Linked DNA regions of Mus musculus: region 1 is linked to region 2. The links are chromatin contacts, called in public Hi-C maps. All regions are on one chromosome and are shown on one strand. Each heading gives the region's core, a stretch centred on a gene start, on an enhancer-like site or on the middle of the called end of the contact. The rest is flanking DNA. Distances are from core to core; before and after follow the strand shown.

Region 1 (2,877 bases), core at 344-2,843, 93 kb before region 2:
TTCCCTAATTGACCTAAAGTGTTAATGATCCTCTTACAGGATAGAACTGCCTTCAGTAATAATGGCCATTTTATAATGACCTGTGCCCATTTGTCCATCCAGAGAAAAATGACTATAGAAAACAGTGCATTCTGCCTACATCAAATTGGGCATTTCACTACCTTGCTTACATTAATATATATTGTTTGTGTAATTTCAGCCCACATATAGTCCTATTTCTGAGCTTTTAAATTTTCACACTGTTGGTGGAAACCAAAAATACTGTCTTTGTCGGTGCTTTAAAAAGTGTGTGTATAGAATAAAACTATAGCAGAAAAATGAAAGTGTCTCTTAAAATGAAGCTGATACCAAACAGAACATTTCTTTGTTAGGATGTATTTGAGTTTTTATTTTCTTTCTAGCAAATCTCTAGAGTTAAGAAAAAAAAAAAAAAAAAGGCCCTTTATCAGGCCAACAAAGAAAATGCTCTCGTTAAATTTTATCCCCTAAAAATAAGTTTTTTGGCCGTTGAATCTGAGAGAGCAGCTTCCTCGTTCTAAAAGCAATCAGATTTGAAGCTAATCTAGCCCTTTTCTTGCAACCATGTAATTATGTTTAATTAAGGAAGCCTTAAAAGCATAAAAGACATTTTAAAATATAGAACTTTTATATATCATTTAGATAAGAGGATACAGCAGGGAACAGTTTGGAATACTAATAAGTTAAAACATAATGACTCTATTATTTCATACAAACCTTATTTGATAGACATTACTGGATTTTGTCAATACTTTTTACTATATTATATGGAAAGTTATATGGAACAATGTGCAAATTCTTGACATTTTTGGAGATGACTTGATATCCTCATATGCCTTTGTCTCTTATAACAACAGTTTTGAGCATAACATCATAATTCTATTTATTTGTTTATTTATTTATTTTTTCAGTGCTGTAAAGCAGGATCTGCCATTTCTAAACACTGTAAGGTTTACAAGCGTCCTAACTGTGATCAGTGCCACAGCAAAATTACTGTGTGTCGCTTTGGGGAGAACAGCAGGATGACATATTTCTGTCCTCACTGTCAGAAAGAAAACCCTCAATGTGTTCAAGTATGGTAAGATGTCTGACTGAGACTCTCTTTCTTAGCAGCTAATAGGCAGAGCATGTATCTGAAGGACTGACTACCGGCTAGCGGTTGCACATAGCACAGAACCCTGAAACTGAAATCACCCATAAGAACCAGTGCAGATGAATGAGTGAATATAGTTATCAGCTCAAGAGTCAGGCATTAGAACGAGAAGCAGAATCATTAGCTTTTAAAGTTGATAGGAATTGTCACAGATCTAATTTGTAGGATGCTGCAAAACCCCAAAACCCAAATATTAGAAATACCGACTTTGGGAAAGCTGAGATAGAAGGGGGAAGATTTTTGCGTGATGTGGTAGGAGACTGTTCAGGAAGGACCAAGGTGGGTAATGGCCGAGAGTTACCAGCAAGGTAGTTGTAGGTGAAGCCTAAAATGCTCAGCTCGCTGAGAATAGGTGAAGCAGACCAGAGGTGACCGATTGCTTTTGAGTAGGAGGAAACAAAATGGTGTGGTTGAGAAGAGGAAGGAAGTAGGCCTTGCTGAGCTGCGCAAGACCAGAGGAGGAGGGTAGGCCATTGTATCTGTGGAGAAACAGAGGCATGACTTGCATTTTCATAAATGTGTCCGCATCCACTCACTTTTCTCCCAGTGTTCTGTTTCTGTGAAACTCTCACTCTGGCTCACAACTTTAAATAGTTTTATATCCTCCTCCCATCAGCTGTTAGTATCACATAATAGGAAATAGTAGACAATTAACTATTTTTTGTTTTATGGGTTTCTGGTTTTATTTTTCATAACAAGACTACTTTTCTAACTACTTTATTTGACTCTGTGCACGTAACACAGTACCAAGCACACTGAAGATCTTCCGTCTATTTGCCTATTAAATACGTGATTAATGCTCTGTGTTTTCCAGCATCTGTATTATTTTTGCAGCATTGGAGATTAAAGTTTTCCATTTTCTTCCAAGTAGTCAAGTAAATGGCATTTAATCATAGAAACAGAATTCCAAGGGGTTTTAGAAATGAGGTTTTAAAGACTCACAGAGTTCTGAAAGAGATTTCGATTTAACTGTGAGCTGGGATGCACTAGAAGTGTTGGGGAGCTTGTAATCCCTCTCCTCTAACCCACCCCGATTCTGTTTTATATGCTGGCTTTCAGTTTAAGGTGTTGCAGAACCGTTCAAACATTGAAAAACAAGGCAGATATAATTTCTAAAATTTTAAAACTAACACTACTTCCCCTATTTTAGACATGTCTGTGAATAAATATATTCTCTATTTCTGTTCAATATCTGAGCACTTTTTATATTAACTATTTTTTTTGTTGTTTTGTTTTAATTTACAGTTATTTCAAGGGTTAGGGTTAGATCTTCATGGTAGCATACTTACCTAGCAAGGCTTCAGTCTAGTTTTCAATGAGAGAGAGAGAGAGAGAGAGAGAGAGAGAGAGAGAGAGAGAGAGAGAGAGAGAGAGAGAGAAAGCTTAAAAGCCTCAGAAGCCCCCAAAACACTGATCTAAATCTACACACAAAAATCTCCCAACTCCCTTAACTGTCATGAATCCTTCCAAAATGTTTAAATATTTGGTGATCACATCCCCTTTCTAAGTGCCTATATAATTGATTGTTAGCTCTTAATACATAGCAAGCATAAGCTACATATGAGAATACTACTGCTGTGTTTGGTGACGCTGCCTCTTTTATAGTCTTACACAGTCTTTAAAGATAATTTTTATGATGTATTATTATTTGCCCAGCTGGGAAGTAGGAACATACATGGTTAAGCAGAGTGGTAGAGGTGTGGTAA
Region 2 (2,798 bases), core at 265-2,764:
CAGTTGAACTTTAAAGTATTTTGAATTACAGCTTAACATTTCTTCATTTCTGTTTTTCTCATCTTGTGAGCTAGGGTCTTGCCATCTAGCCCTAAGCCCAAATGAAAATCCATGTACAAGTCTAGGCATGTCTACAAGTCTGGGTCTTCCTACCACAGCTACCTGAGAGCTGAAATTACAGGCATATGTCACTCATTAGATTACTAAAATATGCATATTTCACACTCTCAATGAGAACAAGTATCCCAGCAAGCCTCAGCAGAGTATTACAGTGGCAAATGACTTCATGTGGGTGAATTAATCTCACCTTCATGCAGCTTCTGAGATAATATTTTATAATTATAATTCTCATTTTCAGAAGAAAAGCACAGACATGGATGAAGTAATTCATTCAAGGCCACACAGTATATTTCAGAAGTTGCCCAGTTTCAAAAAGGCATTTCTCTAAGGTGTCCACGTTTCTTGTTTGTGTTTTGTGGTGTTCTTTGAGTATCGAGTGGGTAGGTATTGAAAGGAAAGACGTTTTACTTATAATTCCATGGATGTTGGTTTTAAGAAGTCTCCCCTCCCCAACTTCAATACTAGTAACTTTCACAGAATCATACCATGCATATAAAGGTGGAATTTCTTTGTTTGGTTATTGTTAGGAGGTCTCTTTCTTGGTCTGATTTCTCACTAACTCTGCTTCCCACACATCCCCGATAACATACAGATTTTTTCTGCACTGGATTCTGGATCCAACAGTGTCCACGAACATTTAATGTGATAGCAGTCTCAAGGGTGTCAAGGTTGGGGGCAATAAGGTACAATCCCAAGAAACACTGAAGATAATTTGAATGTATAAGTGATAAGGGCAGCGTCACAAACATTGATCAAATACATATGCATCCGTAGGAAATTATCAATTGTTTCCTAAACTGGAATCCAGAAGATAATGGAGAAACAGGAAGGAGGCTATCACAAGAAGTGTAGAGTGGAGGAAAAACTTTGTGGCAAAAGACTGCCACAAAAAGTGAGGCAGGTGACCCTGTACAAGTATAGCTAAGAGGCCCAATGTTAGAGGTCAGACAAGGTGGTGCAGGAAGCAGAACAATACACCAGATCCTAAAATGCAGCAGGGGCAGGGAAGATGGAGAGGGTCTGGTGTAAAGTCAGAGATGCAGGAAGGAGAGGAGGCTCGGCCTTCTGCAGCGGGTTCCCTCCTGCAACCTTAGGGACTGAGTGCAGCTTCCTGCAGAGGAGCTCACACAGTGCAGCCACCCGCCCCGGGCTGCCGCTCCCCACCTGCTTCAGTGGCATTCTTAAAAGGCCAAGTGTTGACGACCAGGGGCAGAGGGCTGGAGCCCCGCACCAGGGGCATGCCCAGGACCAGCAGTAGGAGAAGCAGAGACAGATTCGACTTCCGCTCCATAGCTGAGTGACCCGCCGAGCAGCGTGAAAAAAGTCCCCGCCGGCCGCGCGCCCAGCCGGCCAGCGCGAGAAAGGTCTCCACCAGCTCAGACTCAGGCAGACTCGTGATTCCCTTTAGTCTCATCCCCAACTTCCTCAACTCTCGCGAGACAACGAGGCCTTCTATTGGCCCAGTGAAGGTTTTTTTTTTTTTTTCTTTCTTTTTTTCTTTTTTTCCTTTTTTTCTTTTTTCTTTTTACAAATCTGATACTGTTTCTTTAGTGGTCTGGTCTGTCGACCTCTTTTTAGTTCTTTGTGAAAAGATACATACATATAATACTAGTACTTTTAGTGCTTAGCCCATTTTTTAAAGGGAGATTGACCTTATTGAAAATGAATATGAAAATATGTTACCCTAGTCGCACGATGCTTGAAAACTCAGATAACTGATAAGATATTATATGAGTTTTATGCATTTGCCATCTTAACTGCAAATTCAAGGTAGACAGCCAGCCCGATCTATAATCTACCCTGGACTTTCATTAAATTTTTAAAATGACTATAGAGTATAGGAGAAGTGCTCTTGCTTAGGACCTAGCTGTTTGAGGCATTTTCGACACAGACTTTTACATCCTTTCTTCACCACAGGTTTTTGTAGGACGTCCTTTAGTTACAAATCCCTGAGCTGCAGGGAAAGGACATGCTGGGCAAACAGAAACGTACCCTGTACATTGCCCACTGAAGTGCAGATTCCTTGCCTCCAGCCAAGAAGTCTAATTCCAGTCTTTTCTGAAGGTATTTTATTTTATCTTTGTGCCTGGCACCATTAAGTACTAAATAAATGTTTGAATAAAAGGAGAAATGGGAGCTTTACATGCATGGTACCGGCTGCTCATTTTGATAATTCAGTTGCTGTGCAGATGTGTGAGCATGGACCAGTAATCCCACTGGGACTCTGGGATGCTTGTCCATGTAGCTCAAGGAAGGCATAATTTTAAAGAGCATCTATAAATCTATCCAGACTGGTAAAATATGAACTAGGTGAGAGTTGTGAGGCTTAGAGAGTCTTCAAGGTTCTCATTGCACGGAAACTGAATCTGCAATTTAAACAGCATAAGATATCCTAGAATCATCCCCAGGCAGGCAAGTGCTATTAAAAAGTTAGGTGTAATTAAAAAGAAACGACACATGATCCTTCTATGGGGTTTTGGAGGAGGACCAAACTATTTGTGCTGTGCTAATGAGCATAAAGCTCTTGCTAGGTGAGATGAGAAAGATGGATGAAACGGAATAAGAAAGCAAGGAAAACACTTATTGTCTTCGGAATTAATTTTCCATAGCACCTGAGTTGTTATTTATAAGTTCAAAGAACCGAGACATGCCTTCAAGAATTATAAAATATAATACAT

The links. A called contact is a pair of places that touch in the nucleus more often than the background predicts.
Region 1: a contact with region 2 is called in a Hi-C map of erythroblasts, with 2.1 times the contacts expected there. The contact joins the enhancer-like site here to the promoter of Aga in region 2. A contact is called at or near these places in 2 of 39 promoter capture datasets (macrophages and neutrophils), 7 of 484 Hi-C or Micro-C datasets (the C10 cell line, ECoMG-derived neutrophils, Th17 cells and 4 more), 1 of 115 datasets of contacts at active chromatin or transcription factors (double positive thymocytes) and 4 of 9 other capture datasets (adipose tissue, liver, macrophages and 1 more).

The regions. Positions count from the first base shown.
Region 1 is chr8:53,603,852-53,606,728 of GRCm38.p6, reverse strand. It overlaps Neil3 (nei like 3 (E. coli)), which reads left to right. Exons shown (of 10, transcript NM_146208.2): 6 at 930-1,096. Among named protein-coding and RNA genes, the nearest start is that of Gm39181, 21 kb to the right of the region's middle. Within about 2 kb of position 1,593, at least 31 of the 459 cell types and tissues checked have an H3K27ac peak or open chromatin away from gene starts, as enhancers often do. A contact at or near this core is called in ECoMG-derived neutrophils, erythroblasts, granulocyte-monocyte progenitors and 2 more, where this site is marked.
Region 2 is chr8:53,510,418-53,513,215 of GRCm38.p6, reverse strand. It overlaps Aga (aspartylglucosaminidase), which reads right to left and starts at 1,514. Exons shown (of 9, transcript NM_001005847.2): 1 at 1,285-1,514. The coding sequence starts at 1,411.